Regions from separate parts of the Mus musculus genome. Here region 2 is linked to region 1. A link is a contact called in public HiChIP or PLAC-seq data. All regions are on one chromosome and are shown on one strand. The core of a region is the stretch at or near the end of the contact, and the rest is flanking DNA. Distances in the headings are between cores, read along the strand shown.

Region 1 (6,043 bases), core at 2,209-4,708:
GTCCAGGCACTAGTGGGTGGTATTGACATGTTTTAGCTCAATTAATCTTCACAACAACAATCAGCCAGGTGGTACCGTGAACCCTACTTTTCAAAGGGGTGTCTGATGCCAATAAAAGTAAAACAACTAAGCTTGGGTGTGGATTGAGTAAAGAAAGGCTGCTTGGTGAGCTGGGGGGAGATGAGGTGGAAGAGGTGGGGGATCACAGTGGGAAGAACAGGAAGTATTCCGAGGCTCTGTGGGCTATGCAGTCTTTCCTTTCATGCTCTTTAGGGGACAAAATTAAGACTGAGAATCCTCTTTAATGAGCTGCCTCATGCTTCTTTGAAGACCACATAGGCTCAGAGGGCACGCTTAGGCAGGAGGAATGCACTTTCACCAGAACTGTAAGCTGGTATTCTACAATAGCAAAGACTCCCATTAGACCCAACCACAGCCCATGACCTCAGCGCATTAAGTACAGTACCCTGTAGGTCCAACGTCCTCAAAGGGGACAAGAGGCTACTAAGGCCTCCAGACTCTGGGCTATGCTTAGCCTCAGTAGTCCGCCCCCAAGTTTCTCCCAGGGCTCAGCTCCTTTGTATTCTTTCATTTTTGTCCTCTCTATAATAATGAACGTGTGACTCAGAGGTTTAATGAGTTACCAGGAGAAGTTAACCAGGAGGGAAGCCCATCAAGGAAACTCATAATTAAAGTTGCAAATGGACAGAGGAATACAATCACTGTGTGAGCTGGGGGACTCGGGGATGACTCAAGAGTTAGTCTGGTTAGAGGAGGGCCTCCGAGACTTCATGTATTGTGGAGGAAGATATGGAAACTGAAGAACAATTCTGGACGCCTTCTATAGTCAAAAGAGATGGGTCTTCTGGGCCTTTTTTCCCGCTCTTAAATGAGACAGAGCAGTAGCCAGGAGTCCCTTCCCACAGAAGCTGAGCAACAGTGAAAGCAGATTTCACCAGGGGAGTCATTACCACCCAGTTGCTAGCACCACCAGACTCAACTGCCAATTACTTCCCGGTTTACTCACGGGTCCTGTGGGAAATGGTCACAGACAGGAGAAGGTGAACAGCAGAAGCACCCACTGGGCTTCTGCCCTTTATCCCCAAATCAGAATATTTTGTACCTGCTGAAGCCTAGCTATAAAAGACTATGGAAGCCTGTTATACTGCCTTTAGAGAAAGGAGACAGGGCTGTGGCAGATGACATGGTCCCCATGCCCACCTGAGACCCACTGTCTATTTTGTGTCCCTCGGGATCAGTAATGCAATGGTCCAGGAGACTGTAAATTCTTAGAAGAAACTCAGGCTAACCTAACACTGTTTTCGGAAACAGCGGCCACAGAAAGTGCATTCTGCCTATGAATCCATCCCAGGATTTTTGCCCTGATGAAGCATGCCAATAGAACAGTCCTACAAAATAATCGCAAATATCAGATGATCCAAACAGCATGACTCACTGTCTTGTCCCCATATGGTATGGTGTGAATATGAAATGTCCCTTCCAGCTCATGCGCTGGAGCCTAGGCCCCTGGGGGGGGGGGAGTGGTATTATTTGGGGAGGTTCTAGAAATGCTAAGGGGCGGAACTTTGCTGAGGAAGTATGTCACTGGGAGAGAGTATTTAGGAGTGACATCCCTGTGGCCCTTCCTGTTGCAATGAGGGGAAGAAGCCCCTCCTCCACGTGCACCCAATACCACGATGCTCTGCATGGGGTCAAGCACCCATGTGCCAAGCCCTCTGAACCTGTGGCTGTTAGTCAACCCTTTTCCCTTGAAATTGTTCTTTCAGGTAATTTGGTGACAGTGATACAGAAGCCTGACTAATATGCCAAAGAGTTATGATTCCTGAAGGGCAGGGGGGCTGGGGGGGGGGGCTAGGGGGTGGCTAAGGCCTCCCAGCCCTCCCATAAGAATGCAAAAGCAACCATTTTAGCAACAGAGAGAAAAAGAAATGACCCCAAACTATTTCCACTAATGAAAATAAAGGACATCTGAGGAGCTGGGGATGGCTCTGTGGTCCAAAATACTCAATATTCTTGCACAAGTTCAGTTCAGTTCAGTGGAGTTCAGTTGCTAGCACCAGCATTGGGAGGACCACAGCCACCTGCTACTCTAGCTCCAGGGGCTCTGATGACACCTTCTGGCCACTGAGGGCACCTATACACATGTGCACAAACCCATACACAGATAGATAGATAGATAGATAGATAGATAGATAGATAGATAGATAGATAGATACATACATACATACATACATACATACATACATACATAGATGTATATACATGCAAATCAAAATGTTTCTAAATAAGAAAGGAGATATGAGCCCATGGACCTTTAATTTACACATGGAATCTGAAATTCACTTTTAAATTTTGTTTAAGTATTTTGGTGGTTTAAATGAGAATGCCCCCCTCCCAGGGCCTCATACATTTCAATGTTTGGTTACCCAGTTGGTGGACTGTTTAGGAAGGATCCTCCAACAGCCTTGTTGGGGGAGGTGTGTCACTGAAGGTAAGCCTTGAAGCTCAGGTCTGTCTGTCTGTCTATCTGTGTCTCTGTCTCTGTCTCCCTCTTCCACCCTGCCTCCTGCTTATGAATCAGATGTAAGCTTTCAGCTATGGCTCCAGTACCATGCCTGCCTGCTTGCTGCCATGCTCCCCACCATGATGGCCATGGACTTATCCTCTGAAATTGTTAGCAAATCCTTTTATAAGTTGCCTTGGTCATGGTGTCTGCTCACAGCAATAGAAAAGTAACTGAGACAAGTATGTATGGGTTTGGACCAGCTTAGAAATAAATTACTGAGGCTAAAGAGAAGCAACTGGAAGGTTCTCCAACTTTGGTTTCTTGTGATTCTACATAAATTCTTCCTACTCATTCCTCTATGTTCAGAGCAGATGGGGAGAAAATTGCTTGTGTCTAAAAGGTCTTTGGGAGAATAAATTTATTTATTTTTTATTTTAATCAAACTATATGCCTGTTTTGTAAAATAAGTATCCATAAATACACATTTGGAAGTGATACAAATATATGAAATGAACTATTTTACCATAGACAACTGATTTTTTTCCTCTCGACTCAGTAATATTGTTATATTTTGCCATACTTCCTGAAACCTACCTCCCACCAGTCTGAAAGCCTATACACAAAGGCTAAAAGAAGCACTGTAAGGCCACAAAAACAAAGGCTGGCCAGAATGATCTTTATGTCAACAATTAGATGTTCATTTTACCAAATGAAGTAGAATAAAAAAGCACAATCATTACAATATTAATACTGATCCAATCTCTAGGCAGTTTTTAGTTCCCTAAGACACTGCTAAACAAGGAGGTATGAGTTTCTCATTAATCATTGTCAATAAACATAAAACATATTTAGCATGGTCCAGTCTGATGTAGCAGAGCCAAACCACTTAGGGTCAGATCTTGGTTCCCACATAAATAGCTTAGGCATGTGAATAGACCTCTCTGAGCCAACCTCCTCCTTAGCCTTCCAGTTAATCCAGAGGCATCTGGAAGAGCTCTGTGCGCCAAGGACATACTGGACAGAAGGAAGAAAAGTTCACACTGCAATGAAGCCCATTGTCTAGACTGGACACAGAGCAAAGACTTGAAGCACTGGAGGAGGAAAAGGAGGAGGAGGCGGGGGGGGGAGGAGGAGGAGGAGGAGGAGGAGGAGGAGGAGGAGGAGGAGGAGGAGGAGGAAGAGGAGGAGGTGGTAGAGGAGGAAGAAGAGTCCAGAAGGTTTTGTTTGTGGTCCAAGTCTATTCTTAGCCAAGGGATAAGATACCTAAAAGGTTATTTACCATCCAGACAATCCTCCCCAGTTTAGCCAGTTCGCAGTCTGAATCACTCACTGAGTCAGGGCAGGACATGGTGCCAATGCCTGTCCTTGAGCAATTCAGGTACCTGAGTCACAGCCTATTTTAAAAAGACAAACTGATCTACATCTGGCATTGCCAGGGCGAGCTAATTCCCCCACATGCAATCTACTACAGGTGACTCTTCTTTACTCATTGAGATTGCAGAACTGGATTTAGCTGGCTGTGGAGGGGCAGCACAGAGCAGCAGAAGTAGCACAGAGCAGCAGAAGTGGCACAGAGGGACTCCCAGCCACCAGTTACCTGCCCTGAGACCTTGAAAGTGACTTAAACTTTCTGATCATATCATTTGTTAATAAAAAGGGCAGCATAAATGACTCCTGCTTTGAGGGGGACTCAGAGCAGGCTGACCCTGCAGAGGGTCCAGACCCTGCCATTTCTCTGCATGGCCAGGAACAACCTGAGGCAAAGGCAACTGCATGAGCAAAGGCTGTGCTGGCTAAAGGTGTTGGGGGGCAGTGGCTGGAGATAGTCCACGTGGAGAATTTCAAGGCATACCCCTAGGGCTCTGGAGCAAGGCCTGTAGGTTCTTCGGCACAGAATAACAAATCACTAAAAGAGCTTCTGGTGGCTTCTGGGCCACCTTGTGGACTCTGGCCATGGGATAGCATGTGACTAAATGGACAGAACTACAAAACTTTTAATGTAATATTTTTGTTAGTTATGGGAGTATTTTTTACCCTCCCCACAACTCTTTCCCCCAACTCCTCCCAGTTCTACTTTGCTACCTCTTTCCTATGACATGGCCCCTCTGTAAAACCCACCAAGGCCAGTTTGTATTGCCCATATATTCATGGATATAGGTATCAACCACTAGAGCAGGCTCTCAACCTTCCTAATGCTGTAACCCTTTAAAACAGTCCCTCATGTAGCAGTGACCCCCAACCATAAAATTATTTTTGTTACTTCATAATTATAACTTTCCTAATGTGATGAAGTATAATATAAATATCTGTGCTTTCTAATGGTCCAAGTCAACCCTTATGAAAGGGTCATTTAATACCCCCACAAAGGGATCATGATACACAGGTTGAGAACATATCAACGACACTAGAGTAGACTTGATCTACTAGGGGCCAAACACTTGAAGCAGAGCTGCAAATGCGGAGCTAAGTGCACCCACAAAATCATAATGCTGGGGGGTCCACAACAAGCCATCGTAAAGCAAAAGCTGTACACTCCAGGCTTCCCACAAGTGAAGCCTTCAGGGCTGAAGACATGATTGGAAAGAAAAGGCAGCCAAGGTCTACTCTACCATGCCGCTCCCTGATGTTACAGCAACCCTTCTTACTCAGATCACAACTGTGACCTCACTGGGGAATTTCCCATGCTCAACTGATAAAGGAGGGGAATGCCTCAGAATAGGTGTGCAGATATGTCAGCTGGCTGGGTGGGTGTGAACTGAAAATGGACAGCCAGTATCATGCATGATCCTCACTGTATGTGGAAAGTGGCCCATAGCAAGGTTATTACTACAGATTCGTGGGCAGTGGAAAAAGGCTTGTCTGGTGGCTTTGGCACAAGCAAGTCTGCAAAGAGTTGTATTTCAGGCCTTTGGGCCCAAAGTCTGAGGGCCTCAATATTGTGCACATGTCCCTACTAATGGACTCTAACTGTGGAGGAAGAATGAATAACCACATAAAAACTGGACAGCTGTCCATCAACTCTGTCCTTGGGCATATGGTGCTGATGCAGTGGGTTCATGAATGGAGCAGTCAGGGTTCTGGAAGAGGCCATGGCAGGTTTCCACCTTCTTAGGTAACTCAGCTCCTGCAGCTGCTGCTGGTACAAGTTTGACCTGCCAGTCTTTGATCTAGCACCAGTCTTCAGTGAGACCAAGCACCTTGATGCCTTCCATTTAAGTCTCTGGCAACAGCTATGCAGGAGTTCTAACTTGCCTTGTGCACAGTGTGGCAATTCTCAATTCACCAACCTATTTGGAAACTCCAACTGGCCCACATGGAAAAGCCTGAAACAACATGAAGACAGAAAAATCTGTCCCATTCCCCACTGTGCCAGCTCTAACCACCATTAGACTGTGGCTTCAGGAGAGATCCTGGGTTGGGATCACTTCATTGGGTCCCTTCCTGACTTTCTAACCATCAGAAACTATGACAGATAATCACCATGCAGAAAATATTGCCTGGCTACTACCATGCACA
Region 2 (5,974 bases), core at 2,608-5,107, 580 kb before region 1:
ACCTGGTCCCAGGTGTGCGAGAGATCCAGAGCTGCTGGGCAGGCACATGGGAAAGAGCAGAAAGTAGGTCAGTCACACAGGAGACAGAGCATGAAATTAATGAGCTCATGGGAGTTGGAGTAGTCACCTTCCAGGAGGGCAGTGAAGGAGGCGGAGAGTCCCTCTGGGAGAGATCTTGAGGCCTGAGGGGCTGGAGCAGGTGGGAAGTGGTTGGACCATAGAGTTTCCTTTCTAGTGCTGAGCATTGCGGGAAGGGGGGCAGTTATATCAGCTGGGCAGCAGAAGGGAATGATAGTGTCCTCAGGGGCCCAGACTGAGGTGTCAGACATGAGCTCTGTGGGGGCAGAGGGCATGTTTGCTCTTCAGATGCTGACATTCCTGCTGCCCAGGACAGTGCCTGGCACAGGATTGGCATGCTGAGGGGATACATGAGGAGAAGCCGCCCTGCCTTGTGCATTGCTGTGTAGCTCAGGGTGGAGGCGGAGGAGAGGGTTCAGAGGCATCAGCCGAGTTCAGCATCACCTGCTGAGTGGCTGCCAGGTGCCATCTCTGCCCTGGTGTTGAGCACACCATGTGTAAGAGAGGGGCTTTCCTGTGAAACTCACCATCTAATAGAAAAGCTGGCTATGAGTGACTTTAACAACATGTGCTAAGCACAGAAGTGGATGGCTGATGGGGACCAAGAGAAGGGGAGTTCTGTAACATTTCTCTGAGTAAGGAATTGCTGGGGATGTGGAGGCTGTCAAAGCTTAAGTGCATATACCAACATGTGTGTGCATACACACACACACACACACACACACACACACACTTAAAAATATATGTCCAGGCATAGAGGTGCATCCCTGTAGCTTCTGGTCTTGCGTAGTAGGAAATGAACAATTTCAAGTTCAGCCTTCGCTACATAGAGTTCAAGGCCAGCTTAGGCTAAATACTGTGTTTATTGACTCTGCTATGTCTTGCATATTGAATGTCTCCCAAAAGCCCATGTATCAAAGCCTCGGTCTCTTACACGGTGGTATTAGGAGGGAGGTGCTGTGGAGGGGAAGCCTAATGGGTGTTTCTTAGAGCATGGAAAGACTGACGCCAAAGGGAATTGTAGAGCGCTGGCCCTTTCTCTCCTCTGCTTTGGCTGCCTGGGTAGTGAGGCGACTGATTTTGCCCGGGCACACACACTCTTGCCCCAGGCCTAAAGCAGTGGAACTGATGGATCATGGGTCAGAACTTGCAGAACATTTTTCTGAAATAAATGTTTTCTCTTCATGAGTTGAGTACCTCAGGTTGTTTGTTATAGCCTCAGCAAGCTGTCTACTTGGCTCCCTTCTTCCCTCCTACAGGGTGACATGAAATTCATTTGGGTGTCAGGGCCCTCGCCTAGAACTCTTGAAGGAGGGGGAGGGTTGCTAAGTAGGAAGGCTTCAATCTCGTGATGCCTTACCTCCATGTTCCTCAGTTCCTTTAGAAATGTATCTCCTCCAAGAGGGGCTGGCCCAAGTGTCAAGTAAGACTGTGAGGACATTAGGACAGGATGCAGATCTGGTCGGGCTCTGCTGGGGACAACAGTGAATATGACATGTGCCACAAGTGTTCACAACAGGAAGAAGAGTGAGTGAATATGCCAAGTGCTGCCCCACTCAGAGACCTTGAGCATCTGCCTGGGTCTTAGATCAGGGTTACCTGCTGCTGACTTGGTTGGGCCCTGTGTCTGGGGTATCTTTAGTGGTTCTGGCCTGACCAGGTCGTGGTAATCAGAGTTGCCCCATAAGCTGCTCCGTCTAGCCAGGCCCTTGCAATCAGAACTCTCCAACCTGAAGTACCCAACTTGTCCTGCTTAGGATAGAGTCTTGTCCATGCCAGTCCAGCCCTCAGTGTGGGCTCACAAGCTTTTGGGGCAGGTCAGGTATCATGGCGCCAGTTTACAGATGAGAAGGGAGAATAAAGTGACTCACTAAGGCTCTTCAAAGAGGGTGTGTGTGGAGAACTAAGCTCACAGTTATGTCAGGCCAATTCCAAGACATCTGAGAGGGGGTGTATAAAGGCATAGCAGGGGCTGGAAACTTCAGGGAGAAATGGAAACACATACAAGCAGGACCTGAGTCCTCCTTTCCTGAGGACACTTCTGACCTCCAACCCCAGATCTGTCAGCCTGTCAATGAGAAGGTTCTGTGCGCTCTGATGGATAAAACCAGAGGGTTTTAAATCACAGGCCCAGAGCAAGGTGGACCCTGAGGCTTTCTGCTTTGGTCCACATCCATCAGTAAGCACTCAAGGATATAATTCCAGGCAACACCCTGGGCGCTGTGTGTGTGTAAAGGAGACTCCAGCATGTGCACATATCCTGCTTCTCTAGGACTTGGTCTGGTGGGCTTTTCTACTTTGTCACAACTGACATTTCAGGCGAGGTAATCCTTGAGGGATGCTGTGCAGCATAAGAGATGTTTAGCATCTCTGGCATTTGCTATCTCTGGATAGTCACATCCTCCAGAGGTGGCAACCAAAGCTGTCTCCAGACATTGCCAAATGTCCCCTGGAAGCAAAACTCCCCTGGGGCACACATGCTAACATAGTTTGCTGGGAGCTGCATCAGAGACTAGTCCATAGAGGACAGTGCGTGAGAAGGGTAAAATTAGCCCCTCAAAATTGGCCAGTGGAGATAGAGTTCACTTGCCTGAGAAGCTGGGATTCAGTCCTAGACTCTCTATACCTGGCCCAAGTGCTGCCCTGCCCACACCTCCCCACTTCTCTCCAAGTCCACCCACTGCCCTCAGCTCCCCCAGGAGGACAGATTCTGCTCTGGGAAGCCAGCCCTGGTGCTTTGAGCAGCTGGTCTCCTCAGCCCCGGACTGGTCTCTTAGCCTGCCATAGAGTTGGTGCCTAATAAGCTTTCACGCATGTTAGGAAAGGCTCTGTCTGTCCCCTGAGATGGCCCTCTGAAAGCCGACTGGGTGGCCACTTAAGTGCTGTGCTTATGCGAAGAACAATACTTCAGCAGAGTGCTTTGGCGTAAGTGCTTCCAGGTCCCCCACTCCACAGAAGCTGCAGCGTGGGAAGGAGATGGCTCTGCAGCGGCTGAGCCTACAGACTGGGCTCTTAGCAATACCCGGACCAGCTGTGGGCCCCCCTCCAGCCCTTGAGCCTGCGGGCGATGCTTCCACTTCATTATCTACAGGGGTGAGGGGCACTGCCATGCCTTCCCTTGTCTCCTAGTGCCCAAGGGACCAGTGAATGCTCAAAGGCAGGGGTTTCTCAAATGAAGCATTTGCATGTTAACTGTTTTCTGAGTTTCCAAGGGCAGTCTGTGGGGTAGGTCAGCGTTCTGTTTTTACTTTCTTTTTAGAATGACTACTTGAATAGTCATCCACACACTTAATGAGAGTTACTCTGTGCTCAGAACTCAGCAACGGGCAGACTGAATGCAGGCAGGACGGAGACAAAAGTACATTCAGAACAATGCTAAGGCTGAGAAAGCCGGGCAGGTGCTGAGCTTCAGGTAGGGAAGACCTCTCTCCAGAAGGTGACATTTAATTAAAACCCTGAAGGCAATCGGAGGGAGGGTTGCACAGAAGGTACTGCAGGCAGAGGCCAAAGCAAAAACTACCCCTAGGGTCCAGAAGAGTGGTGAGGTGGCCGGTAGCAGTTGGGGGTATAGATGAGGGACAGTGGGTGGGAAGGGAGGATGGGGGTGGGAAAGATAAAGGTCAGGGAGGGGAGAGGAGGGAAGGGGAGGGAGGGAGGCAAGAACTTTGGCTCTTGTCCTAGACTGGTGGGGGAGGGGCAGATGGCCCCAGTGGTTGCTTGAAAGTGAGTCACATGCTTGCTTTCAAATTTTATTCAGAACACAGAAGGAAGTTGATCCCACTTTGCTACTTTTCTGGAACTTTCTCCTGGTCAGCAACTGGAGTCACACAGCCAAGTCCTTGATGAAGCCAGGCCCTGGTTTGTCCCCTGCGGTTTCCATCAGGCCTTTCCCACCCACAGCTTACTCCAGTCCACTCCAAATCTTCATGGAAACAAGCAGAGAACATTTCCCAGTGATTTAAAAGGACTTCTGTGCCACCAAAGAGTATCGTTTACTCTTACTTTAATGGGTGAATGTCCCTCTACCCAGATGTCCTTGGAACACGGAGACAAAAAGAAGAGCTTGCTAGATCAGAAGGCCTGAGATCTGGTCTGGATTATGTCGTGTTGTTGCTGTCTGATTTTCCACTTTCCCCGTTTTGAATTTTCTTAACTGCCCAGAAGTCAGATGGAGCCAACCCTGCCTGCTACTTCCTTCCTTGTACCTTCATGCTACAGTGGAAGCCAAGGGCCCCTAGGTGGCGCACCTTCCTAGGCTCAGTCTCCCATGAGCAACTGCTAAAGGAGGCTAGAAGATTTGGGGGAAATGGAGGGGCAAAGATGATCCAGAGAGTGGATCTAATGGGAGACTGAGGCAAAAACCCTAAGCTAGAGACCCTTTCTGCACCTGCCCTGGGCCCTGAGGGAGTTGGTGGCACAGAGCACCTCTGTCACTATGGCTATCAGGTTCTGCTGTGGGCTATAGCCCTTACAGGCAAGGTGAATGTCTTGGGATAGATATGAGACAGTACTTATTCTCGCTCATAGATGAAGATGCTGAAGACAGATGTGCTTGCCTGGTCACCTGGGGAGCCAAAGACACAGTGGCTGTCTAGCTGGCCTCTGCTGAGGAAGGGCTCCATAGCAGGGAGGGCCTTGAGCTCAAAGTGTGGGGTAGCATCCCTTGATTTGTCCATTTCTCTTAGCTGGCAGCCTTCCCTCCACCCTACATCTCTTCTTAGGCTTACTCTCTTTCCTTCACAGCTGTAGCTATTCTCAGGAAATCCTAGGAGAGGAGTTGTTAGCTCCTCTTAGGCAGAGCTGTGTCTCAGGGCAGTTTTAGGACACGGGGTGAGGGTCAGGAGACTTTGGGTGGTGCTTGCTCCCTCTGGCTTTCTTCTCCTTATAGATAAGGGAGAGTGCGGAAGGAGGGAGTTGGGCTAGATACTGCCAAGGTCACTGTCTAGTTTGAACCTTCTGAGTTGTCCTTGAAACTCCCCTATGTCCATCAGCAAGCAGCAGAAGGCAGGCAGGGCTCTGCTTCACTCACTTAAGAGGGATGGGGGTGTGGAATAGGTGCTGTGTCATCCTGTTTATGACATCTGGCTTGGCACAGATGACAGGCTGCCGCAGAAGCCAGAGTCCTCCTCTCTGAACTTCCACAATGACCACCTATTTAGGGAGATGCAAACCTACCTCTGCAGAGGAAGCCATGTAAGGCTTGCATGGGCCAACAGGAAAGAAGCCCTCCCCTCTGTGTCCCTGCAGGTGTCCCTCTTTGGTTCCATTGCTAACCCTCTGACCCTCTGACCTTGGGATTCTTCCAAAATCAAACCCTAAGGAAGGAAACAGTTGCCACTGAAGAAATTCAGAGAACAGTGCTAGAGGAAAAAGATGTGAGGGGAAAGGAAAGAGTAGCCGCTTCTCTTCAGTCAGCCATGTGCTAGCTACTCTACTGTCCTCTCTGTAGAGTAACTCATAGCTTGCTGTCAACCACAGATGAACTTCTGTGCTCTCTGAAGATGAGTCTCAGAGGACCACATTGTGCAACTGTGAGTGTTCCATAGACCACTCTTGTCCCTGTAGAACACAAGAGCCAGGGAGGCATAACAGGGCGTGGGCCAAGATAGCTAACTGATTGTGGCAACTCACTCTTCACAGATTCTAAATTATAATCAAATTTATGTCTGATTCCATTCTCAGATTAGGTAACAGTCAAGTGGGGAAACTGAGGCTCACACAAACCCAGGGACTTGCTTACGTGTGATCACATAGTACCTTGGTTGGCTTTGAAGCAAATCTTTGATCCCAAAGTCTAGGCAGTCCATAGAGAAAGCTACTTCTTTGACAAGTTAGGTTTGTCTTGCATTCATTTCTTCATCTTGTAGCAGTGAGGGGTTAAAGATTAGGTCAGTGG

Evidence for each region. HiChIP or PLAC-seq counts read pairs in DNA pulled down with a chosen protein or histone mark.
Region 2: a contact with region 1 is called in a CTCF HiChIP or PLAC-seq map of the NIH/3T3 cell line, with 5 read pairs. The contact joins two enhancer-like sites.

The regions. Positions count from the first base shown.
Region 1 is chr4:119,784,351-119,790,393 of GRCm38.p6, reverse strand. It overlaps a transcript of Hivep3 not described here. Among named protein-coding and RNA genes, the nearest start is that of Hivep3, 27 kb to the left of the region's middle. Within about 2 kb of position 3,458, at least 47 of the 459 cell types and tissues checked have an H3K27ac peak or open chromatin away from gene starts, as enhancers often do. A contact at or near this core is called in the NIH/3T3 cell line, where this site is marked.
Region 2 is chr4:120,367,199-120,373,172 of GRCm38.p6, reverse strand. The region is part of intron 3 of Gm36574 (a long non-coding RNA gene); the gene reads left to right. Among named protein-coding and RNA genes, the nearest start is that of Gm36574, 27 kb to the left of the region's middle. Within about 2 kb of position 3,857, at least 88 of the 459 cell types and tissues checked have an H3K27ac peak or open chromatin away from gene starts, as enhancers often do. A contact at or near this core is called in the NIH/3T3 cell line, where this site is marked.